3 separate regions of the Mus musculus genome follow, and regions 2 and 3 are each linked to region 1. Evidence: chromatin contacts called from public HiChIP or PLAC-seq and promoter capture Hi-C data. All regions are on one chromosome and are shown on one strand. Each heading gives the region's core, a stretch centred on a gene start, on an enhancer-like site or on the middle of the called end of the contact. The rest is flanking DNA. Distances are from core to core; before and after follow the strand shown. Region 1 holds the start of Gpr45 (G protein-coupled receptor 45). Region 2 holds the start of Slc9a4 (solute carrier family 9 (sodium/hydrogen exchanger), member 4). Region 3 has its middle 83 kb from the start of Tmem182.

Region 1 (5,027 bases), core at 1,290-3,789:
AAAGGCTTGCTCCATAAAAATTACAAATTTTGGAGATTTTCATGAAACTCCATTTCATAAAGCAGGGAGGTCGGAGTCTATGAGGTGCATCTGAGCTATTTCCAACTGCGGTAACGGCAAGCACTGCTTGCTGAGTCTTCTTTATCGCTGTTATTATGTTGTGTTTACAATTATTTTTCTTTTTTTGAGTTAAAGTCTGTTCATGGACAATTTCACAGATGTACACAAGGCATGCTGACCATGCTCACACATTCATCATTTTTAACAACTTTACTTTTCCTACTTCATGCAAGACACAGAGTAAACCACCTCATGAGGGCCACCCTCATAGACCTATTATAGAGAATATTATAGAGCCCTGAATCAGGGCTTTGTTGGGGCCACTCAGGAAAACATGTTTTTCTCATGGTCAAAAGAATGGGATCCACCTCTGCGCTTGGATGGTGACTGAAGGTTCTAAGCTATCCAGAGCACAAGAGTTAATCTAGCTGGACCCGTTGGTCTCCTGGACAAAGGGACCACCCTTCAGAAAGGCAGATTCACCCTAAGTCGTGCCAAAGGGATGAGAGCAATAACCATTCTTTTCCTGAGCGAATGTACCATTCCTTCTCATAACTCCTGGCTGTGTGGCTCCACCACCAATTTTCTAAATTACCTGGAGAAACATAACTTTCTCTTTTCCATTCTTTGTTTGTTTGTTTGTTTGTTTGAAACACTTTTTCCTTCTTTCAGATAGTTGCCAAAAGTCTGAGGGTGCTGCTCTGCACACTGAAGTCGTCCCTAACACCCACTTCTCTCCAGTTCCACCATGTAGTAGGGCTGTCTCTTCCTCTCTTGCCAGATTCCCTCCTGGAAACTGCTGAGATTTACACCTTGCCTGCCCTGGGGTTCAAGTAAAATAAATTCAAAATTGTCCTCCAGCTTCCTTCTAAGCCCATTCTTAAACTCTTTTATTAATAAGACTAAGAATCCTTAAAAGGAGCCTCTAATGCCTCCCCGGAAACCTGTGGCAACCCAAGTGGGGTTCCCCAAATTTTCTAGGAACAATAGGGAAATAAAGAACGGGCTTAGGATCTTGCTGTGTCTTTTCAAAAGGAGGCAGGTGCCTGGACACATTCTAGGAACGCCTGTTTAGTCTCACTGTTCTGTGCTGAGCTGGCAAAAGGCTGTTTTGAAACCCAGTAATTAAGACGCTGTTCAGGTGGGGTGAACAGCACCTAGGGGTATATGGTATGCCTCTAAAATAAAATGAGCTTCATCAGAAATGCAGCACAAAAAAAAAAAAAGAAAGAAAAAAAGAAAAAAAAAGGACACTGTCCACTCTAAACAAAGTGAACTGCCCTTAGCAAGCTGAAGTGAATTTCCTACAAAATACTTGCTTCTGCTTCTTTTTTTTTTCGGAACAGTTCGGTCAAAGTTTCATTTCTTTACGTTTTCATTTTCTATTAATACTTTGATACTTAAAAGATAAGAGATGAACTCTCAAACTGCAAACCTCTGGTTTGATGAAGCCATTACCCTGGTGTCACTTTCATCGTTAACAAATGACATGTCTCTCTGTCCCTTCTAAAATCCAGATTAAACAGACACCCAGCCCACCTCAGTGGCAATCTGGGGAAGGCGTCCTAAGGCCCCTTTCTCTGATGGGGAAAACCGAGGCAGCTCAGTGGCCTGTTGGATGAACGTCCCACAGCAGCTGCTCTCACTTGCGATCTCTTGTCTAAGTATTACCCGATGTAAAGGAAATGGTCTGACAGAGTTGGCAGTACACGGGGAGATGAGATGGGGGATGAGGCGGGGTAGTGGGATGGGCGACGATCAGAAATGGTGGTGGTGATGGTGATGGTGGTGACAGTGGCGGTGGTGACGCTGGGCCGGCTCCTCTCCCGTTTTTCCATGACTGCAGGTCCTCGCAGCCTCCGCCGTCCCCGCGTGGCCTCTGCCCGGAGAAACAGGATTTGCACCCAAGCCGCACGTCCGCGGGCGCGAGGCTGCGGCGCCCCGCGAGCCGGCCACGCGCCCCTCTGCGCCCCCGCGCTGGCGCCGCCCGAGCATCACAGCCGAGGCTCCTCCGGCCCGGCCTCCCCTCCGCCGCACTCCACCCCGCAAGGCAGCACCCGCGCCAGGGCCCGCCCCACCAAGCCCCCCGCGGCCCGGCCCTGGCCCCGGTCACTTACGCTGCACTGGGCCCGGATGCGCCCAGCGGCCCGAGACAAAGGCTGAGCGGCCCCGGTGCCGCCGGCTGTTCCCCTAGCCGCGGCTGCCGGGGACCAGGAGGAAGAAGGGGAGGATGGAGAGGAGGAGGGGCAGGGAGCAGGGGGAGGCAGCGAGGGAGCGTGGGGGAGGGGCCCGCGGCGTCTGCCACCCGCCGCAGCAGTCCCAACCCCAGCCCTCCTCGGGGGCCGCCACCCTCCGGGGGTGCAGACCTCCCCTAGGGACCAGGGTACCGCCCCCCCTGGGGCGGGGTGGGAGGAAGAGGAAGGGAAGGAGGAAGGCAGTGAGTGCGCCTGTGTGCTCCTACTCAATCGTGATCGTCTCCACCCACCCCCGCGTCTGCGGGCAACCCTAGGAACCTGCTAGACTCCCCGCCTCAACTGCGCGGCTCCCAGCAACCCGCGCCCACTTTCCTACAGACCTCTACCCCAGACCAGCCAACCCTATCCACCTCCTCCGATGAACAGACCTGAAGGTTAAGTGCCCGGAGGCTCTGGTGAGGGAGAGCCAGCTGAGAGGTGATGGAGGGTCGGGGCCCTTTGTGAACCACCCTGTTGGGCACCTGTTCCTCTCTAGCACGGACCCTAGTACTTAGCGGACCACTAAGGATGACAATTGGGCAGGTGAGATCTTGAGTCTCCCATGGGCGACTCTTTGGGAAAAGTAACTCCATGGCTTGACTCAGTCATTTGCATCTTGGTGACAAGAGTGATTTTGATTTTTTTTCATATTCTGAAAACTTTTCAGTGTGTGTGTGTGTGTGTGTGTGTGTGTGTGTGTGTGTGTGTGTGTGTGTGTGTGTGAAGTCAAAGGGGAATAGTGAAACAAACCATCTTCAACCTCAAGGCAGGCCAGAATTTTCCAATCTTTCATCCACTCCAGTTGAAAACATGGCTCTAGTTGTCGGAGCTTCCCTGAGGCCCCAGGCTTCATTCACTTGTGCTGTTTGGCTTAGGTGGGAACCTATATACCATGAGCTAATCAACAATGATCCACCAAAGGCCAGATTGCTGCGACTGTCTCCCAAATTCCTTGCCAAATGTGACTGACTGATGCCTGTCCCTCCAGGAAAAAAAAAAAAAAAAAGAACAAGCAGGATGTCGCCTTAAATTCCAAGAGCTTCAGTTCTTACCTCAGTGAACCCAAGTGCAGATTACAAGCCATAGAGGTCGGCTGAGGTGTTCCTTGCTGATCCTTGGAGTCTTGACGGGGAAGCTGGGCAGCTACTAAGAGAACCAGATTCCTCACTGATTGGGTTGGAGTCCTAGGGCCACACACAGCATAAGATGCATGGCCTATTGGTTCCTCGGTAGGCAGCATGCTAGGGACAGACTCGGGCCATCTGAGGGTTTACTATGTGCCTCATGTTGGCAAAGCAGAGGGGTGCCCTTTGGTGAGTGTCTTGCAGAGCTGTGCTATGCAGAAGATAGGTAAATAGATCGAGATGAAGACTCTGGTCTCAGACTATCGGGCTTTCTGTCTTTCACCTCTTTTCAGCTGTGTGCCCTCAGGCCAATGACTTGACAACTCTGAGCCTTGTTTTCTCATGGGAGAAACTAGGAGTGTGGATGGAGTCTGTCTGAGAGGCATTTGTGCATGCAGAATGCTTGGCCTAGAAAGGTTGAGAAGATGCGGTAAGCACTTAACCTTCCACGTGGGAACGCAAAATGATTGGAGTCCAGAGAGATTGCTCTTCCAAACGATTTGTGGCCTTGTTTTCAGAGGGTGACAGAGGCCCAGCCCCATTTCGTTTGCAGAAGCTCAGTGTACAGATAGCAGAGTGGTTCTTCTCTTCCCAGAGGCCTGTGGAGGTTCATGCCAGTACTTGCCAGCAGGCCTCTGCAGAACTCCTCCTAGCTCTCTATGGCATGACTCCAGGGCACAGTTTTTGAAAGGAAATGTCCACTCTCTGTCCACATTTTCAGCCACACTGGCCACAGTGACTAGAAAATAAATGCCTGGTCTGCCTGCTGGGCCCTGAGTCTGTATGAGCTGTCCCCAGCAGCCTCCCCAACCCACACTGGTGGCAGTAGCTCTCAGGCATCCAGGCTGTGCATGGAATTGAGCTGATTCCTGTCTATGTCTACTCCTGGCTATCCTTGTGACAGTCTCAGCATTGCTCAACCCCATGCTGTGCAAACTACTTTTAGAATGAGCAGGCAAAACCCATCCTCCCAAGAGGGCTGGCCCTGGACTGCGCATCCCAGTCCTTAGCCAACCCAGCAGCTGGCACAGGTGACTTGAACTTGCCTACATGCTCACCCTTGCCTGGGGTGGGTGGGGCAGGGCCTAGAAAAGCTGAGGCATGTGTGTCCTGGAGCTGGGGTAGGTATCTAGCACCTTGATTACGACTCCCTGGTTTGGATTGTTCACCCCCTGGTTGATCTCTGATCTCATGTGCAGTAAGAAGCCTTCTGCTCTAGTGGGGCTCGGGACTTCACTGACTTTTCCTGATGAGAGTTGTGCTGTGTCTGTCATCTTTGCATCACTGTGGCAAAGAACCAGAGAAACCCAGTTTAGAGAAAGGTCTCGGAGGTTCTCTGTGGTCCCTTGGATTCTGTTGCTTTAGAGCATCAAAGAGGTGAGGCAGAAGTTCACGGTGGGGAACTCGGTAGAGTAAAGCTGCTCGCCTCATGGTGGCTGGGAAGCAGACAAAGACGGTCCTTCTTGGGCACACCCCCAGTAACCTAGCTTCCTGTGACTATACCCAACACATTACAGGCTCTGTCATCTGTTGGTGCAATCTGTTGGGGGTTGGTCCGGTGCTGCTGTGAATTCAAATGCTAAATTCTTTAACCCGAGATCTGGTTACT
Region 2 (5,027 bases), core at 1,791-4,290, 2.4 Mb after region 1:
GTTGAAATAGTATGGCATATGAGGTTGTACTGGCTGGTTTGTGTCAACTTGACGGGAGCTAATGTCATCAGATAGGAAGGAGCTTCAGTTGAGGAAATGTCTCCATGAGATCCAACTGTAAGACATTTTCTCAATTAGTGATCAATGTGGGGGAGGGATCCTCAGAGCATTGTGGGTAGAACCATTTCTAAGCTGGTGATGACACTGAGTTCTATTATAAGAAAGGAGGTTGAGCAAGAGATGAGGAGCAAGCCAGTAAGCAGCATTCCTCCATAGCCTTGCATCAGCTCCTGCCTCCAGGTCCCTGCCCTGACCTCCTTCAATAATGAACAGCAAAATGTAGTGTAAGCCAAATAAACCCTTTTTCCCCCCAACTTGATTTTTGGTCATGGTGTTTCATTGCAGCAATAGAAACCCTAACTTAGACAGAGCTGAAATACACTACAAATACAAAGGTATCAGAACTCAGTGGTTCACCATGGGGCTCCCAAAGCAACATGGCGCTTTGGCAGTCCTGCCAGAAATGCATCCATCCTTTAATATAGCCAATCAAAATCCTTTGCAATCAGGTTCCCTTTTCCTGTCTTGCTCATCTGTTTTTCCTGCTTGAATTGTCCTTATTATTTGCCTTTCAGACTTTGATGCTAAGCCTTTCCCATTCCCCACCAGAAGAATTAATGTCTTCCTCGAAACTACCAGAACAATTTATCTCCCTAATGCTTGTTTAGTAACAATGATCCCAATCTACAACATGTGTACATTACTTACCTGCACTAGTTTATAAATTTCCCCAAATTAAATAGATGATTTATGTCATTACATTACTTAGCAAAAACCCACATCTCAGTCTGTGTGATAGCTGGCTGTAAAACTGTACAACTGAATGAACTAACTGGTCATCAGGGATGCTTTCATGTGGACAGTAACCAGGTGCTTCTGGAAACACTAAGATTCTCAGAGTTGGATAACAGAATGAGAAGCATTGTAGAGAGGGGAGCTTGGGGTAGGATTGGTCCTGGCAGACACTTCTCCCCCTCATTGAGAGATGATCCACTTGGCTTGAGCAAACTGTGGATTGGGAAAATTAAGGAGAAGTTGGAAGATGATGTTGTCCCATATAGTGGAGAGCTTAACTTCCAAATTAATTAAGGTAGATTTCTTTCCATACACTATGAGGAACCAGTGAATGTCTCCTTGGAGAATTTTACATTTAGCTGTATAAAGAGAAGATGTGGGTCCCCCACTGCACCATTTTGAACTTATGTTCTATGCATAAGCAGGTTGATGCAGTTGAGCATAATTTTCACCAAAAGACATTACTCTCAGCAAGACTTCACTGTGTTAAGACCAGCTCAAGACCTTCTAAAGCCCTATATTCTTTGTTTTCTAATCACAACTTCCTTGGTCTCTTTTTGTCCTTCTTCGCCAGCTATATTTTTGCCTTTCAATTGATGTTTATTTTAATCAAAATTAACTTCTAAATTATGTCATGGCATAGAGGAGCCTAGAATGTGTTTTCTTGGGCCTGTGTTTCACCATTCCAGTCTTGTTTCCTTGAACTGGGAGCTCCCTGAAATGGATCCAGTGTCTGCCTGCCTTAAGGCAAAGTAGACCTGTGGGGCTGTGGCAGGAACAGGCCACAGGCTCGTCACATTGCAGTGAAAAGGACTTGGTGCATTTTACACTTTGAAACACCTGCCCACTATCATGAAGGGCAGCAGAGTTGCAGAGGCAGTTACTTTCAACTCTTACAATTCCAGTGTTTCAAAGGGAAATGCAAAGAAACAACATCCCATCCCCAGAAGTGGAAGATTCCATTTCATTTCAATGTTATTCTTCCAGATGTTTCCAGGAACAGTTCCCATAATATTCTAAGAAGAAAAAGAACTTGCAAAGTCAGAAGTGACTTTAATTATTTTTGTTGTATAATATCTGTGTAAGCAAACTGCTAGAGATGTCTCCCAACTAACAAAATTACAGTTCTGTGGCTAGGAATGAGTAAAAGACTATGTTAGAAAATAAATGTTATCTACAGGGGAACACCAGGGCCAAGAAGTGGGAGTGGGTGGGTAGGGGAGCAGGGTTGGGGGAAGGTATAGGGGACTTTCAGGATAGCATTTGAAATGTAAATGAAGAAAATACCTAATAAAAAGGGGGGGGAAGGGGAATGTTATGTAGTCTTCAGTATTTCCTGAATACTGTACACTTTACATTTTATATTCTTTTAAACATATAGCATAAGATTTTTATATGACAAAGAAAACACATGGTTATCTTTTTGAAATATGAAGTCAAAACCATGCAGGACCTGGAAGTATGCGTTTAAATTTCAAACACAATCCTGAAACATTAAACAGCCACACTTCAGGGAAATGCGCACTACAAGTAGCAGTTACTGTCTACTTAACTCATCGTAGTCTGTCATGTAAGAGATGTTCATACATGACAACTCAGGTAAGAAACAATCCTCCCTCAACCTGTGCTAGAGGACTTACCTATCTTGGCAAGAGATGCGAGCAGTATCCAGAGGGTGACTTCATAAGGGATTTGAACATAGTCATAATCCAGTTCAAAAACAGATATCCCTTCATCGGGGTCTGAGCTAGAAGCAGCAAACCGAGCATCAGGTGCCTGCTGGGCAGTGGGATTGGAGGACTCATTAACATACGATGTTGCTTCGGAACGTGTAAGGACCGCCAGCAGTAGTAACCAGTTCCATAAACGAAAAGCCATAAACATTGCAGGACCCATGCCTGTGCGACTCTGACTTCGCACCTGGGTCCTGATGTATGCCACGCCTCTGCGGCACAGGTGAGTTTCCAGCTGCACTATCTGACCGAGAGGCAATCTATTTGCAATCCAGAAGTCATTTCCAAAGAGGTCCGGTGCGATGACTCTGCAGGTGCGTCCTTTCAAATCTTCTTAAAATCTACTGTGTTCAGGCAGCTCAGTTCTGGGCTCAAAGAGATATCTATAAAGAGAAATCAATCCCTCTTCATTCGAAACTGTTTCCTCATTCTCTGAACACTGGCTTCATCTTGTGAGTGTAAATTGGGAAGAGACTCATTCCGAGAAACACTGAAGTCCTTTATAAGGAAAGGATTCCTTTCTGCCCTGTTGGATCCCAGGAAGGAGCCACCTGTCCCACACCTGAGCCTCCTCACCTCCCGAGATTCTGTCTCACCTGTTTTGAACCGGTCAAAGCCGCAGGTAGCTTTTGAACCACACTTTAATTATTTGCTTTGATTTGACTTTTGTAATGAAATGCTTGTTCCGAAGGTTCTTGGCAGGCTACACTACTGACACCTAGTGGGCACCTGCAACATATCAGCCTTTGTGGCTGATAAGGACCAAGTTGCTGTCTGTTGGGTTAGCGCTCAAACCAAAGTATTTTTGAGGATGAAGAGCTGTTAGGAATTGCGCCAGGCCATGAGGACGAAATAGCACTGTCCTGGAAGACCCATAAGACTGTCTTCACAGACAAGGGAGGAGGAAGTGGCAAAGCAATGAAGATAATGAATACTTGATTTCCTGGCCAATAAATTATGGAAGAAACAAAGCTCCAGCTTTCTCTAAGCTCCACAGTGAGTTTCTCAAAGGGAAGAAACCAAAATGAGAAACTTCATGAATGTGTCTGAAAACTCAGTTGGAAAAATGTTCTCAAATACTCAAACCCAGTAGCTAACCATTGTGCCATTGTGCTCTGTCTGTACAAAAGAAGTGTCTACACAGCCTAGCTATGAGGTCCAGAATGGATTTTGTCAAAGGTTCTTTATCTGGAAGTGGGTAGTTGCATTGGGCCAGTGGAGCAGATAGGACAGTAAATAAAATTGAGAAGAAGAGGAGGAGGAGAAGGAGGAGGAAGAGGAGGAGGGGAGAGAAGGAACTTCAAAAGGCCCAAATTGCCTACAGATTTAATGTGTATTTTTCTAAAGACAACTGAAGCAAGGATGTAAAAACAACTAACGAGCTCTGCTTGAGGCCACAGCATCACTTTGAACTTTACCACGTCATCTCCCTTCCTTGTCAATTGCACCTTACAAAACCACCTTTTGATCCACTTACAAATGGAAATTATTTTTTTAAAGACTATTTATTTTATGTATATGAGTACACTATAGCTGTCTACAGACACAACAGAAGAGGGCATCAGATCCCATTACAGATGGTTGTGAGTCACCATATGGTTGCTGGGATTTGAACTCAGGACCTCTGGAAGAGCAGTCAGTGCTCTTAACCCCTGAGCTATCTCTCCAGCCTGGAAATCCTTTAAGACAGAAGATAGAAAGTAACAGCATGGAACGTAAATAGAACAACAACAGCATGGTCAGAGGGATGGGTTAGTTTTACAAATAGCCACTAGGTAGCATTTGATGTAACTATGAATTTCATTGGACATACAGGGGCTATCTTAGACAAAGGAAAGCATCAAGCAGATAGGTAAGCGTGTGTCAACCATGGATTTACAAAGTACAATTAACTCCAGGGAGAGAAGTTGGATTAATTTCAACATAATGTAATATGATAGGATGAAAGTCAAAGTCATACAGATCTCTTAAATAAACTGAGAAAAAAGAAACAGACCAAATCAACATGTTTTCATTTTTAAAAAAACAGACTAAATATCCCAAAAGCTGTTGCCTGTATGTTGGATATGTTCTTCTAACTGGGCTGCCTCATCTGGCCTCAGTGGGAGAGGAAATGCCTTGCAGAGACTTGAAGTACCAGGGTGTGGAGCGGGTGGGGGAAATACCCACCCAGGAAGAGTCCCACCTGCTCAGAGGAGAAGAGGAAGGAATGGGCAAAAAATAGTGGGAGGGGGTGACCAGAATCAGGGCAGTGAGCAGGATATAAAGTGAATAAGTACAAATAAATAAATAAATAAATAAATAAATAAATAAATAAATCAGGGCAGTGAGCAGGATATAAAGTGAATAAGTACAAATAAATAAATAAATAAGGTGGGAACAGCCACCAAAATGGGAGAAGAGGGAGATTCCTGATATAACATTCACAAGCAATAATTT
Region 3 (5,027 bases), core at 1,542-4,041, 2.1 Mb after region 1:
GGTTACAGAGAAAATGATTTGCAGCCTTCCTGTAGAATTTGGATCGCCTCCTTCTTCCCCATCCCCAGCTGTAGTCAGAGCAAACGGCTGTCTGCAATAACCAGAGCCCAAAGAGAGCTGTGTGGTGTTCTCTGAGGTGCATGGCAGCAGGGAATGCTGAGCGCATGCTCAGGTCCTGAACTCCCAGGCTGGATGCCCTCTGGGAGACTTGAGCCAGCTCTGAGAATGGCACAAAGGAACAAGGGCTCCTGAGCCAGCCCCCAAGCGCTGCCTCCCAGCCTCCAGCTTGCTCCTGCAGTTGGCATGTGCGGGAGTTTCTGGTGTTTGAGTCGCTCTCACCTTCTATTCCCTTAGTGAAAATCCCATTATCTCCAACAGCTGTGTGTCAAGAAAAGACATGAATTCTGTGCCACAACAAAAGGATCTGATGCGTGTTTCTCCGGGTAGCCTTAGGCTAAAAAACATTTTATCTCACTTTCTTCATTTATAATACAAAGACTTAACTTCCTACTGAAAGGGATGGATGTCTACTTCAGGATGGGAAAAGTGTGAAGATTGCCTCGAACCTCCTCCCCGAACATAGCAAGGTTAATAATTACATGTACATGTAATATAGGAAATGTAATCAACCAGACGCCCCCCCCCCCGCAAGTCGTGCAAACCTGCCGTTAAAATATTACTCGAAATTGACCATTTCAAGATAAACAGATAAAGGGATAGGCAAAGAGGCAGGTCACATGCCTACCGCGTAAAGCTTGAAATTGATTTCGGAAGCATCCGAGCTCGCTACGAAAGAACCTCGCTGTTTAATTAGGATGGCTTGGATCCAGAGTCTATATTTAGGGGAAACTGGAAATTACAGTGTAGAAGCAAGAATCACCCAGCAAGAGTCTAAATTAAGGGAGAGAGGACCCAGTGAAAGAAGCGCCACAGTTTTCCTCAGCAAACTATGAGACGTCTTTTGTGTTTCACCAAACACAAACTGAATAATCCCTTAGGTCTCTCTCTACCTTTTCCTCTAACGAATGTGCTCTGACTAAAATCCTATGAATATTAACTTTTCAGTTCACCTTCATCCGAGTTGCACATGGTTCTCCTCCATACCTGAGCTCTACTGGAGTATAGGCGGATTTGGCACCCGACCCGCAACACATCAGAAGACTCTCATTAAGATTCCAAATGTATAGAAACATATTTTATACCATTAATATTTTGGCTTCTTTTTGTAAGTGGTTGGCAGAAGATCCATGGCACCATATCATTAATTTCTTAAATATTCCTGTTTTCTTCTCATCATTGATGTATCATCAAATAAATTAGTTCAGACCCAAAATGTGACAGAGAGAAACATATGATTGATTTTTTTTTTTTAACTTTCAGGAGGTGTTTTGAATGATTTTATACAACTTATTCTGGCTTACCATCCTAAAATTTTATAGAGGAGTATGTGGATATTGATGACCAAAAGTATATTATTATTATTATTATTATTATTATATTAATAATTATTAGTTTTACATCTTCCCACTGACCTGGCTCTGAACTGAAAGATGACTGTCAGTAAGTTCACTAAACACAGTTTCAACCATCTAAATACCATATTCTAAGCTGTTAAGAATATAAGTCACCAGCAAAGGGACCTTGTCAGGGAAGACACTGTAAGGAACAACACCATCCGGTTAGGAAGTCGTCCAGAGGGCTCAGAGCTTTGAAAGTGGAGTTTGAACTTCATTCAAATGACAGTTACTTTCCTGGGCTGAAGGTTTAATTTTCAATTACAAGAGGGAGAATATGGGCCAAGTGCGCCAGTAGTTCTTACATAATTTAGCTAACAAATACATCGAAGATACCAAGTTTGGAGCTTATGGATTAGTGCCCCTCCCCACCGCATACAAACACCTCTGCTGTGCTCCGTGCTTCCCATGCAGTCTCTCTGGCCTCTAGTGCAGTCTACAGCCTGGGCTTTAAAAAGATCTGAAAGTCACATGTTCCTGGGTGGGAGGACCCAGCTGACCTGATCAGTTTTTTGCTGGCACATTCTAACACCCAAAAGACAGGAACCCTGACCGGGTCATTCAGTCTTTGACACAAGGCCTAGTGCTTATTGTGTGCCTTCTACTGGCAGATAAACCTAAGTAAGATTTGGTGACTTGGTGCCAGAGCCCCCACCAGATCTGTACGCACTTCCTGTACAATGTAGGTACCTGCAGCAGGTTTTCCTTCCTTTACAGCCATTTTGGGAACATGAAGCCAACTGGTCCAGGCATCGTCTAATATTCACAAAAACTTTTTTAAAAAATCAAATCAAATAAAGAACGTACGCTGTTTTGTGCCTTAGAAGTATTTTAAAAGACAAGGTCATAGTTCATGTTTAGTGGGGACAAGCAGGGCAGCGACGAGCATGTGTGTGTTGCTGTCCTTATGAAGTTCTGTACGATTGTCTGCTGCCTGAACGAAACCTTAGTGATCGTTTCGATACAAACTGAAAACCCCAAGTCTTATATAAAAACAAAACAAAACAATAACAAGAAAGTCAGCTCTCTGGTATTTTTAAACCAATTAGTCAGAAAGGTGGGAGGCGAATTTCACAGGGGAAGTGAACTAGGAGCCGCGCACACTACTCGTTCATCTTCTATGCCCACGTGAATAGAGCAAAGCCTTGGAGAAGGACCCTGCGCAGCCCGATCCACAGGCTGGCTGGAAGCCCGTTCTTTTGCATGTGTGGTACCTCTAAGTTTGGCAGGCTGAGCGCTTCATGGGAAAGAAAGGCAAGGTCGTTCCTAACACAGACTCCAGAGAAGAAGATGTGCCCAGCACCGCCACCAGGTGGTCATTCCTGGAAGAGATTTCCCAAGTACAAAGCAGAAACCTGCGAGGTTACCTGACTAAGAATCAGCTCCCTGGCCTGCTTTAAAGCATTCTAGAAGGGGTGGGGTAAAGAGGTGAAAAGAGACTGGGATGCCGATCCTCTAACAACCAGACATTCTCTAAATATATTTCCACCTGGATAGTGGACATCTTCTGGGTCACTCATATCTCGACACACACAGAGTCATGTGTGCACCATATTGGCTGCTGGTGACCGTGTTGCCCTTTGTGTGTCCATCAAGTATCAAGTCATAAAAAAGAAAATTGGTTTTGGAAGAATAGTAATCCAGTCAACAGAGCTATCCACAACTCCACTTTAAAAGCCTAATAATATTAAGATTCTATTTTGTCTTCTCTGATTAGGGGCTTTTCCTTGGACAGTAAGAAAATCAACACAGGTAGCATTGTTCTGTGTGTGTATATATACACATATACATGTATGTATATGTGTATACATATGAGATATATGTATGTGATATATATATATATGTATGTATGTATGTATGTATGTATATTATTGTAAATGTAAAAAGCAAAAGGGTTCCTTTTATGGTGTGATCTTACATGCATCATATTTTACCCCTTCTGCCAATAATCTATATCATTGCCCCAAATAGGCCCTTCTCAGGTCTAATCATTTACAGTTATAGACAAATAGACACAAACATAGATGCTACACGAATATTTAATCTTCACATGTACAAGAGAAAAAAGCATGCAATCTCTCTTTTTTTAATAGAAACATCTGTTTGATGAGCTGGGCTACACACATGCTCTTCTTCCCCAACGCAAACTGACCTTCCCACAGGCCAAACCACAGGTTCCCCAAAGCGTGGCTGGCCTCTCTTCACCTCTGCACAAGGTGCCATTTCTCCCAAACTACACAGAAAATGAGATGGTACTTTGTCCCATCCTTACAAAGTACCCCATCCTTTCTTTACTTAAATATATATATATATATATATATATATATATATATATTAAATCATGTGTGTGAATGCATGTCAGTGTGGGGTTGTGTGCGAGTAAGTGCAGGTCCCTGGGAGTCCAGAAGGGGACATCAGACACTTGCTGGAGTTACAGGCAGTTGTGAGATGTCTCACACGGATACTGGAAGAAGGACTCTTCAAGGACAGTGAGCATTCTGGTTGGTTGAGCAGGGCAGAGAGAACACTGATTGCCTGAGCAGGGCAGATGAACTGATTGGCTGAGCAGAGCAGAGAGAACTCTGATTGGCTGAGTCACCTATCTACTTGCACACACTTCCTGAAATGTGGTGGTCTCACTAATATCTTTGTTTTTAAGTTATAAGCATAGACAGCCTTTTGTAAAACCCTAAGACACATTTGCAAGGCTGGACAGACTTTGACTCCATTCCCAAGCAAATGTAAAACTCTTCATTCTGCCTACACTGATTTTATTTTTGGTTAATACCCTCTTTCAGAAAGATAGAAAACAGACATGTGAGTGAGAAGTCTCTTTCCCTTTAAAAAAAAAAAATCACTCCCAATAAATGGAAACGTAAGGGTTCTTTGGAAAGTCAGTTGTGTTGTGTGGTGTTTTGCTGGTGCAAACACATGAAGGAGTGTTTTCCTGAAGTGGACACAGGAGAAAGGCTAAGGCAGACTCCTGAAGGAACTTTTCACTGAAGCAGACACAGATGAAAGGATGTTCTGCTAAAGTAAGCGTGTGAAAGGACATGCGATAAAGGATCCTTTGTTAACGACACTCACGTCCACCTTACGTTGCATAGTTGAACTGCGTTTGCCAGGACTCCAAAGAGAGAGACACACCAAAATATTCCTGGGGGTGTGCTGCAATTTCTGGCAACCAACTCAGACTCTGATTGGCAGAGTGATGTCAGCTGGGAACAGATGCATGTGCTGAGGCAAGACCCGTGGAGGACACGTGATGTTTAGAGAGTATAAATAGAACGCGACCGACAGTGATGGAGACTGAGCTAGGCTTGCTTATATAGTTGGCTGTGCAATGACTGTCGGTCTCCAGTCCTTGTTGATCTTTCCTTACCTGAGAGAGGCACAGCTGAGAACTTCTGGGGTCTCTCCAGGTCCCTCCTGCTGACTCCTGCCAAGGCTGAGGCCTGGCTGTCTCTGCTAGGTAGTACTACCCCTGTTGCCACCCCTATAAACTGAACATTT

Evidence for each region. Promoter capture Hi-C pulls out the DNA fragments that hold promoters and counts their contacts. HiChIP or PLAC-seq counts read pairs in DNA pulled down with a chosen protein or histone mark.
Region 2: a promoter capture Hi-C map of liver shows a contact between it and region 1, with 4 times the contacts expected there. The contact joins the promoter of Slc9a4 here to the promoter of Gpr45 in region 1. A contact is called at or near these places in 3 of 39 promoter capture datasets (hippocampal neurons, liver and pre-B cells).
Region 3: an H3K4me3 HiChIP or PLAC-seq map of forebrain shows a contact between it and region 1, with 18 times the contacts expected there. The contact joins the enhancer-like site here to the promoter of Gpr45 in region 1. A contact is called at or near these places in 5 of 39 promoter capture datasets (the 3T3-L1 cell line, the C10 cell line, hippocampal neurons and 1 more) and 3 of 115 datasets of contacts at active chromatin or transcription factors (astrocytes, embryonic forebrain and forebrain).

Annotation. Positions count from the first base shown.
Region 1 is chr1:42,950,384-42,955,410 of GRCm38.p6, reverse strand. Gpr45 (G protein-coupled receptor 45) reads right to left here and starts at 2,539. Exons shown (of 2, transcript NM_053107.4): 1 at 2,178-2,539. It overlaps Gm39633 (a long non-coding RNA gene), which reads left to right and starts at 2,693. Exons shown (of 3, transcript XR_865396.3): 1 at 2,693-2,837.
Region 2 is chr1:40,578,240-40,583,266 of GRCm38.p6, reverse strand. It overlaps Slc9a4 (solute carrier family 9 (sodium/hydrogen exchanger), member 4), which reads right to left and starts at 3,040. Exons shown (of 12, transcript NM_177084.3): 1 at 2,496-3,040. The coding sequence starts at 2,751. Gm35801 (predicted gene, 35801) reads left to right here and starts at 2,605. Exons shown (of 2, transcript NR_168311.1): 1 at 2,605-2,811.
Region 3 is chr1:40,885,600-40,890,626 of GRCm38.p6, reverse strand. No RefSeq gene overlaps it. Among named protein-coding and RNA genes, the nearest start is that of Tmem182, 83 kb to the right of the region's middle. Within about 2 kb of position 2,791, at least 12 of the 459 cell types and tissues checked have an H3K27ac peak or open chromatin away from gene starts, as enhancers often do. A contact at or near this core is called in forebrain and hippocampal neurons, where this site is marked.